2 separate regions of the Oryctolagus cuniculus genome follow, and region 2 is linked to region 1. A link is a contact called in public Hi-C data. All regions are on one chromosome and are shown on one strand. Each heading gives the region's core, a stretch centred on a gene start, on an enhancer-like site or on the middle of the called end of the contact. The rest is flanking DNA. Distances are from core to core; before and after follow the strand shown. Region 1 has its middle 84 kb from the start of ATP8B1. Region 2 overlaps ATP8B1 (ATPase phospholipid transporting 8B1).

Region 1 (4,886 bases), core at 2,372-4,871:
AGGACTACCACCTACATGGTTCTTTTGATTGACAGATGGTCTGAAGTGTGATTAGTGAATGTGATGGGATTCAGGACAGCCACAAAAATGTGTGGCTAACTTGGAAACATCTCTGTGAGGCCACTACACACGGTGGCCCCATTGCGTGTTTGTGAGTGCTCTGAGGTTTCCACCCTGGAGGGGAGGGCTTCAGCCATGCAAAGCATTTTTAGCCTTAGGTAGGTGGTAGCTGCTTTTGGTTCATCTCTGGCTTTGGCTGTACCAAGAACAGCAGAGCTGCAATTTTGGTTTAGGCAGTTGCATATTGTGAATTAGCACAATGGATACAGGGCTTTCTTTGGGGTTTTAAGAGCATCAACTCTACCCATGTGTGGTGTTTAGTCTATTCTGAATCAATCAAATAATTCAAACAAATGACTCATTGCTTTTCTTCCTTCCTAATCTTTTGACTTGTTTATTTTCTCAACACTTCTAAGCCATTCTGCATTTCTGGTTATCCACCCTACACACACACACACACACACACGCACACGGGCTGGCCGTCATTGTTTGGTACCAGCTACCAAGTGACTAATAGGCAATTTTAGTTTCCTCCTGAGAGTCAATGGAATATTAAATATTAAGAATCTTCTGATGTGGTGCAAGCATTTGAGTGATAATTTTAACCACATTGGAGCAGAAAAACCATTAATCTACTAAAATCTCTCCAAACAGAACCAAGCCAGGGACGCTACTGGCTGCAATAGGGTGTCTGGAGAGTCAAATTCTAGGTCTGAATACTATCATTTCTCTGCCCAGGGGACTTACCCCTTGCTGCTCCCGGCTACTTGGAGACTTGTGCCTGTCTCTTCCAGATGCTTCTCATCAAAGTATCAGGTCCCCATCTCAGTGTCATCCTTAGGGATGCCTTTCCCAACTCCTTCTCTAGTTCAGATCCCCCTGCTATACTTCTGCAGGCCCTGGTTACTCAGTGGCCTGTTCACGTATTCATTCCTCATTTCACTTGAGTGCCTGATCTATTCCAGGTAATGTATTAGATGTTGGGTATATGGTATGAGGAAAAGCCTGCCCTTATGCTAAGTGGTGAGCAGGGGTGGGGGCAGGGACATAAACCACCCTGTGCACAGTAAAGCTTGGATTCAGCTGTGACAAGTGTACCCAAGGGAAAGAAGGGAGAATGATGAGAAAATTCATCAAGGGTGTAATTAGGACTGACTTCAGACTATAGGTTCCAGCTGAAGAGGTGAGATCAAGTGATGGTTCGTGCCCAGGTGTCTGCTCCAGGGCTCTGGATCAAGGTCAAGGTCTTCTGGGTGCTGGGCTGTGCCCTCCCAGTCCTAGACCCTGTCCAGCCTGTGATGGGCATGGGCTCTGACCTGTGGAGGGTGGTCTGGCTTTCTGGTAGAATGAGCACTTGTAGGAGTTCAGGAGATTTCATGACAGAGATCAGCATGAGATACAACAAGGGTAATTCTGAGCATTGACCATGATGTGTGGTCAAGGAATCAACTATGAGGCAGGAGCAGGAATCTAAGAAAAAAGGGTTATCTGTGTGTGAGCACAAATTGGTGGTGGTGGGGTCCTAGATTCTCTTTCAATGAATACTGAAAGACAGTGCCCACTGGCCACCCTGCCACACAGCTCTTCCCCTGGCCACTGTTAATGGAACGGCAGCCAAAAGAGTCAGAGTAAACATCTGACCAAGCTGGCAAGGGTATTCAGTCTATTGGCCACCCTTGGCTGGGCCAGAGGGAGCACCCACCCCACTGCATCTAAAGGCTTCTCCAGGGTTTTCCAAAGTGGAGCTAAGGAAAGGATCCAGTAGCCAGGTCCCAGCAGTACAGAGGAAGCCAACACACAGTAGGACATTTAGTAGGGAGGGAAGGAAGTTCCTGTGAAGGGGAGGCACAGATGGAAGGAACAGGGGGGACTGGTGGAGAAGAGGAGAGAGAGATTGAGTGGCCCTGGTGTCACTCAAATCTCTATTCTAGTTGTTTCTGAAGCCCAGAAAGACCTACCCTTATCATGACTTGATTGTCCAACTCCTTAAAAAAAGTCCTCCTCTTCTCTACACTGGATCAGATTGAGTTTTTCTTACTTTATAACCAGAGACTCCCAATAAGCTTGGATCGTCTGCTACAAGACAAGGAAAAGGTCAGCACCATCATTCCACTAGGACTCAGCAGAGTTCCCCCCACTTAACAATTAGAATTGCAGACAAATCATTTGAAGATAGGACTTTGAAGAAATCCACATGCCACAGATATATAGCGTGGACCTTGATTATGTCCTTATAGTATCAATTCAACAAACTTTAACAAATACTAAGCACTTATTAAGATCTGGAACCTAGAACATGATCCTGTTTTGGGAACCTGAGCGAGATCCGTGTCCAAAACAGACAGAGGTCTATCCCCGCTCCAGCCAGTTAGTTGCCAGAGCTAGGGCTGTTGTCAGCTAAGTAGCACAGGACAGGAGGCTCCAACAACTCTCTGCTTCCCTGGGCTGGAGGTTAGAAATCCGAGGTCAGTGTGGGCAGTGCTGGTTCCCTCTGAACAGCAGGGAGAGCTCAGCTGCTCCTCGGCTTGCCTTGTTCTCCTTCGCTCTGTATCTTCACATCACATCACCCTCCTCTGCCTCTGTGTCCATGTTTTTGCCTTTTTTTTTTTTTTTTTGACAGGCAGAGTGGACAGTGAGAGAGAGAGAGACACAGAGAGAAAGGTCTTCCTTTGCCGTTGGTTCACCCTCCAATGGACACTGCGGCTGGCGCACCGTTGGTTCACCCTCCAATGGACACTGCGGCTGGCGCACCGCGCTGATCCGATGGCAGGAGCCAGGTACTTCTCCTGGTCTCCCATGGGGTGCAGGACCCAAGCACTTGGGCCATCCTCCACTGCACTCCCGGGCCACAGCAGAGAGCTGGCCTGGAAGAGGGGCAACCGGGACAGAATCCGGCACCCTGACCAGGACTAGAACCCGGTGTGCCGGCACCGCAAGGCGGAGGATTAGCCTAGTGAGCTGCGGCGCCGGCCCATGTTTTCGCTTCTTACATGGGCACACATTAGATAGGAGCCTGCCCAACGACCTCGTTTTAACTTAATTACCTCTTAACAACTCCATCTCCAAATGTGGTCCTGTTCTGAGGTACTGGGGGTCAGGACTGCAACACAAGGGTTTTTGAGGGGACACAGCTCAGCCCATGGCAACCTTTATTGTGTTAAGCCACTGAGATTCGGGTGTTGTCTGTTACCATGGCGTATTCCAGGCTAATTTGGCAGAAGCAGGGAAACCATCACATCGACAGCTTCTTGGGTTGTCTGTGTATTTATGATGCTATGAAAAACCACACTGGGGACGATATAAAAAAAGTTTCATGTGTCACAGCCATGACTAATTAGCTCACAGCAGTACTCTCTGAGCTGGAGCATCATCATTTTGGCCTGCTTTGGGAACCGAGAGCCAGGGAAGACAAAGTCTCTCCTCAGGCAGACAGGAAGGCCCCAGGCAGGCTCCCAGCCGTGTGCACTGAGCGACTGCTGGGCCAGTTCCCGCCTCACAGGGATCCAAGATGGCGCCGCTGCAGGTGGATTCCCTCCCCTCGGGCTGCTGGGTAGGTGCCCGGCCTGTCAGTGAGGCTCTCGGTCTGTCAGGCCTCCTTGTCTGTTATGAGCTCAGGATGCTTCTTGCTCACCCAGGTATTATCCTTCACCTAGTGACAGATTAACTCCCCCATCACGTGTTCAAGCTTGTCCACTGCTTACTAAGCCTCACTCTTTCCCCGCGGGTCTGACACAGGCAGGCAGCTGAGATGTGGCTTCCTCCTTCTCTGGGCAGATCCTTCAGACTCTGAGAAGGGCTCCGCAGGGACACAACAATGCACCTTGTGTTAGTGTCAGTGGCTGCTGTGACAAAGTAGCACATACGGGGTGCCTTGAAAGACTGATTCCCTCACAGCACTGGGGCCAGAGGTTCTGAATCAAGCCGCCGGCAAAACCAGGAGTCCTCTGGGAGCTGCCGGTGAGAATCCCTCCTTACCCCTTCCAGTTTCCCAGTTCCGGTATCCTTTGCCTTGTTGCATCGCCCTCAGCTCTCCTCCATCTTTGAGGGTCTCCTCCTCTTTGTCTGAAATCTCCCCTTACCTTTCCGACACTCTCATGGGGTTTTGAACCCACAGGAGAACTCCGGATGGGGTCATCTCAGGACCCTTCACTTGCATCCACACAGACCTGTTTTCCAAGCAGGGTTATGCTCACAGCTTTCAGGGATCAGGATGCGGTTGTATTGCTTGGGGGGGCGGGGGGCACTGTTCAACCCACTGCATCTTTCTGTGCACTTCCCGAAAGCTTGTTCCCCGGGCAAGTGCGAGACGTGATTGAAGTTGGAGCTTGCCTGCTGCCTGCCCCTTTCTTTTTTTCTTTTTTCTTTTTGACAGGCAGAGTGGATAGTGAGAGAGAGACAGAGAGAAAGGTCTTCCTTTTGCCATTGGTTCACTCTCCAACGGCTGCTGCGGCCGGCGCACTGCGCTGATCCGAAGCCAGGAGCCAGGTGCTTCTCCTGGTCTCCCATGGGGTGCAGGGCCCAAGCACTCGGGCCATCCTCCACTGCACTCCCTGGCCACAGCAGAGAGCTGGCCTGGAAGAGGGGCAACCGGGACAGAATCCGGCGCCCCGACCGGGACTAGAACCTGGTGTGCCAGTGCCACTAGGCAGAGGATTAGCCTAGTGAGCCACGGCGCCGGCCCTGCCCCTTTCTTTACTGATTTGTATCCTCTTAGCCTCTGCCTAGGAAAAGCTCACTGGGCTTTCTTTTCTACTTCCAACATGTCAGTGCCAACACCACACGTGTTGGTTTTCCCACACCAAGCAATGCTCAAGTCCTCTGTACCA
Region 2 (5,238 bases), core at 1,670-4,169, 170 kb after region 1:
CCAGGCCATAGCAGAGAGCTGGATCAGAAGAGGAGCAGCCAGGACTTGAACTGGAGCCCATACGGGATGCTGGCACTGTAGGTGGCAGCTTTACCCGCTATGCCACAGCACTGGCCCCTCTCGTCTTTTTTATTTTGATGTGCATTTTATTAGAATCATCTGTGTGGGTGTCTCACGGGCACTATTCTGCATTCCTCGTGCAGAAAATGCTTAATGAATGTGTGAAATTAATGTCAATTGTGAGCAAAGTACCAGCTCAGTCATCAGTAATGAGTGCATTTTTGAGCAAAAGCTTCAAGGTCAAACTGCAAACTCAGGTGCTGAAAATGACTAAAACCCAATTCAAACACTTTTGAAATGTCAACACAAAGGAAAATAACCTGATTTACTGTCACACTTCCCCCAGTGTCTAATGCATAAATAAATGGCACCAACCTATAAATATCTATTTGCAAGGCTTTTTCCCTTGCAGGTGAATGGCTTCTATTCCAGAGGCCACTTTCCTCTCATTTACTCAACACTGTGACTGGTGGTGGGAGGCTCGGTTTAGCCTCCAAGTGGCTGACCTAGCCAAAGAAGACTGGTTTGAGTTGCCTTGGATTTGGGAGTTGGGGTCCATGTCCCGCAGGGCTGTGGCCCCAGCAACCCTATGGTGGATCAGACCATTTAGAGCTTGGCCATCAGTGGGGCAGGACACAGAGGACCTTCTCAGGGACGTTGGAATGTCACAGTACCCCCAAAAAGCTATGACGAGAAAGGGTTGACTCATCCATTTGCAATGTGAAACTCACGCACAAATTCCTAATTGACAATTTTAGAGGTACTGAAATGCAAAACAGCTACAATGTCTTTTATTGAAAAAATAAGCCAATTTTTTTTAATCCTGGGGTTCAGAATTGTGTGCTAAATTCTTATAGGAGAAACTGGAGCACAAGCAGATATTTTAAATCTATTTTGTTCATAAATGAATGGGAGACAAATGGAATTAAGATAACATTAATTTTGGTACAACAAAATTTGAAATCCAAACATAGTTTTTTTCATAACATGCATTTTTCTATGAACTTTTTGAGAACACTACAATGCATGCATTTCAAATTTTTTGCACTAAAATAAACCTGTATTTTTGCTTAGATTTTATTTATTTATTTGAAAGTCAGAGCTAGAGATAGGAGAAGAGACACAGAGAGAGGTCTTCCATCTGCTGGTTCACTCCCCAGATGGTTGCAATGGCCAGAGCTGGGCCAGGCTGAAGCCAGGAGCCTGTCAGAACAGAACAGTGAACTTGAACCACAGGCCAACTCCCCAGTTCATGGGACTTCCCGAGTGGGTGTTTGTGGGGCCTGTCAAAGGCCGTCCTTGGGAGAGTGTGTCCCTGCCTGCCCCTGCATGCCCAGCACAGTGGCTGAGCCATGCCACATACCAGGGCTGAGGCTGCCACTTCCTTCCCGAATAAAATTAATTTATTTATTTGGAATTTAAAGAGAAAGGCAGATCTTCCATCTGCTGATTCACTCCCCAAATGGCCAGAGCTGTGTCTATCCAAAGGCAAGAGCCAGGAGCTTCTTCCAGGTCTCTTACACGGGTGCAGGGGCCCTAGCTCTTGGGCCATCTTCCACTGCTTTCTCAGGCACATTAGCAGGGAGCTGGACCCGAAGTGGAGCAACTGAGACACGAACCAGCGCCCTTATGGGGGGAGGGGGGGTGCTTGCGCAGCAGGAGGCAGCTTTACTCGGTAAATCACAGCACTGGTCCCAGTAAACATCTTTTAATTCTGTTTTCCGTAAAGTTTTTGAAGTTTTCTCATATTGTGTGTCAATTGAAAAAAAAAAACACACCTTTTTTTTTAATTTTTTTTTATTTTTTTTTTTATTTTTGACAGGCAGAGTGGACAGTGAGAGAGAGAGACAGAGAGAAAGGTCTTCCTTTGCCGTTGGTTCACCCTCCAATGGCCGCCGCGGCCGGTGCGCTGCGGCCGGCGCACCGCGCTGATCCGATGGCAGGAGCCAGGAGCCTGGTGCTTTTCCTGGTCTCCCATGGGGTGCAGGGCCCAAGCACCTGGGCCATCCTCCACTGCACTCCCTGGCCACAGCAGAGAGCTGGCCTGGAAGAGGGGCAACCGGGACAGAATCCGGCGCCCCGACCGGGACTAGAACCCGGTGTGCCGGCGCCGCTAGGCGGAGGATTAGCCTAGTGAGCCGCGGCGCCGGCCCAAAAAAACACCTTTTTAAATATCATTGCTGTCATTGTTGCTAAGGAATCATGATTCTTTTTTGTAAAATATTATTTATTTGAAAGTCAGAATTACAAAGAGAGGAGAGGCAGAGAGAGAGAGAGGTCTTCCATCTGCTAGTTCACTCCCCGGTTTGCTGTAATAGCTGGAGCTGTGTTGATTCAAAACCAGGAGCCAGGAGCTTCTTCTGGGTCTCTCACATAGGTGCAGGGGTCCAAGGACTTGGGCCATCTTCTACTGATTTCCCAGGCCGTAGGAGAGAGCTGGATAGGAAGTGGAGCAGCTGGGACTCCAATCGGTGCCCATGTGAGATGCTGGCACTGCAGGCAGCAGCTTTACCCACTATGCCACAGTGCTGGCCCCAGAAATTATGATTATTATAACCACTTAATAAAGTTCCATTATTAAAAGGAAAAACAGTGAACTTAGAGCAAATTTTTCCCTGTGACTTACACATTTTCCAGAATCTTTGACAACCATAAAGAACAATCATTCTCTGACCTGTAACTTAGAAAAACATTCAAGGGGTGGGCATTGTAGGTTAAGGCATAGCTTAACCTACTCCCATATTGGAGTGCCCGGTTTGAGTCCCGGCTACTCCACTTCCAATTCAACTTCCTACTAATGCAGATTATGGCTCAAGCGTTCGATCTTCTGCCACCCACATGGGAGACCTGGATGGAGTTCCGGGCTCCTGGTTTCAGCTTGGCCCAGCCTTGGCTGCTGCAGACATTTGGGGAGTGAGCCAGAAAAGTGAACCAATCAATCTGTGTGTGTGTGTGTGTGTGTGTGACTCTACCTTTCAAGTAGATGAAAATAAATAAATGCTTTTAAAAACCAAACAACTATTATTACTTGTAATACTTAGGTTCAAAGTTGCCAAGTGGAAAGATATTCAAGTTGGAGACGTCATCCGCCTGAAAAAGAATGATTTTGTTCCCGTAAGTGCACAAGCGCCACCTCTTCCACTCCTCGTCCTCCCCCTGGCCCAGTGCCCGGCTGGCCCCGTGCCCGGCTGGCCCCAGGGGTCTCTGTGTTACTGGTGTGTTCTGTCTTGCACAGGCTGACATTCTGCTGCTGTCCAGCTCTGAGCCCAACAGCCTCTGCTACGTGGAAACAGCGGAACTGGACGGGTGAGTGTGTCTCTGAAAGCCCGTTTGAAAGCCGGCCTTTGTAGGAGCATTCATGATGTTGAAATCTGCTCACTCCAGACAAGAAGCCCTGAGATCCACCCTTGCCTCTGCCCCCTGGCGGCTGCCCAGTGGTGTCTGGGTGACTGACTTCCCCTTCCATCACAGGGAGTGCTTAAGCTTGCCTTTCTGCGCCTCTCTGGGAAGGTGCAAGATCAATCAGGAGGGTGTAGGCTGGAGCCTGCTCCAAACCACTTGGAATAACTACAAAGCAGCAAGAATGACTGACGATCCTATTGTCTGCTTCACAGAACAGAGCAGATTTTCAGGTCTTTGCCAGTAGGCAATTTTACATTGTTTCTTTGTTGGTTTTGGTTATTATGCTACCGGCAAAGCAAGGATAAGATTCTGGTTTTGACCAGTTCTCAACACATCGATTGAGTGCTTCTGAAATGGTAGACCCTTTACGTGTTAGTTTATTTAAATCTTCTGAAAATATCATGCAGCAAGTGTTGTTTCTACCTCAACATGGCCCAGGAGGAGAGGGCGCCCTGCAGGTGCAGCTGCCTGCCCACGATCCCCAGTAAGAGGCGGGCAGGACCCTGCTCCCTGTTCTGCTTCCTGCACGCCACACTTGCACCTGCTGCTGGGCAGACAGCTGAAACCATGTAGGTGAAAGCAAGGTCTTGCCTGCCTAGGGAGCCACCTGCTGATGACTCGATCTCAAGTATAAGACAGCTATCATTGCCATCAGTGAGACAGTCTGTGGCTTCACAAAGATAGGAAATCCTCACATGCCTGTCAGAACTCCTCAGATCATGGGACTTCCCGAGTGGGTGTTTGTGGAGCCTGTCAAAGGCTGTCCTTGGGAGAGTGTGTCCCTGCCTGCCCCTGCATGCCCAGCACAGGTGGCTGAGCCATGCCACATACCAGGGCTGAAGCTGCCACTTCCTTCCCAAATAGAATCATCTTTAAAAAAAAAAAAAAAGATTATTTATAAGACAGAGTTGCAGTGAGAGAGACAGATCTTCCATCTGCTGATTCACTCCCCAAACGGCCACAATGGCCAGAGCTGGGCCAACCCAAAGCCAGGAACCAAGAGCTTCTTCCAGTTCTCCCACATGGGTGCAGGGGCCCAAGGACTTGGGCCGTCTTCTGCTGCTTTCTCAGGTGCATTAGCAAGGAGCTAGATTGGAAGTGGAACAACTGGGACACAACTGGCACCTGTATTGGATGCCGGTACTGCGGGCTGCACCTTTTCCTGCTACACCACAGTGCCAGTCCCATAAAATTGTCTTTCAGACCTGAGATCCTGTTGTTTGCACTGGAAAATAATAAGTTGACAATAGGCAAAACAGAATGCCTGTATTAAATATGTCTTATAGAATCATTTTAGTGATTAAACATTAGAAGGTGTATTTCTGGCTGGTGCCGCAAATCAATAGACTAATCCTCTGCCTGCGGCACCGGCACCCCGGGTTCTAGTTCCGGTCGGGGCGCCGGATTCTGTCCCGGTTGCCCCTCTTCCAGGCCAGCTCTCTGCTGTGGCCCAGGAGGGCAGTGGAGGATGGCCCAAGTGCTTGGGCCATGTACCCGCATGGGAGACCAGGAGAAGCACCTGGCTCCTGGCTTCGGATCAGCACGGTGTGCCAGCCATTGGAGGGTGAACCAACGGAAAAAAGGAAGACCTTTCTCTCTGTCTTTCTCTCTCACTGTCCACTCTGCCTGTCAAAAATAAAATAAAAAAAATTTTAAAAAGGTGTATTTCCAAATATTGGCTTGGTAGCTCCAGTTGGGGTAGGGTGCCAGTGGGGAGGAGGCCCGTGGGTGGCCCGTCCCTACTGTCACAGTAGTCAACAGCAGAGGGCACTGACA

Evidence for each region. Hi-C and Micro-C count contacts between places; a contact is called where the count stands out from the background.
Region 2: a contact with region 1 is called in a Hi-C map of embryonic fibroblasts, with 3 times the contacts expected there. The contact joins two enhancer-like sites. A contact is called at or near these places in 4 of 6 Hi-C or Micro-C datasets (ear pinna, embryonic fibroblasts, psoas muscle and 1 more).

The regions. Positions count from the first base shown.
Region 1 is chr10:20,439,285-20,444,170 of mOryCun1.1, forward strand. No RefSeq gene overlaps it. Among named protein-coding and RNA genes, the nearest start is that of ATP8B1, 84 kb to the right of the region's middle. Within about 2 kb of position 3,622, at least 1 of the 8 cell types and tissues checked has an H3K27ac peak or open chromatin away from gene starts, as enhancers often do.
Region 2 is chr10:20,608,417-20,613,654 of mOryCun1.1, forward strand. ATP8B1 (ATPase phospholipid transporting 8B1) reads left to right here. Exons shown (of 28, transcript XM_002713627.5): 7 at 3,102-3,174; 8 at 3,296-3,366. Among named protein-coding and RNA genes, the nearest start is that of ATP8B1, 85 kb to the left of the region's middle. Within about 2 kb of position 2,920, at least 1 of the 8 cell types and tissues checked has an H3K27ac peak or open chromatin away from gene starts, as enhancers often do.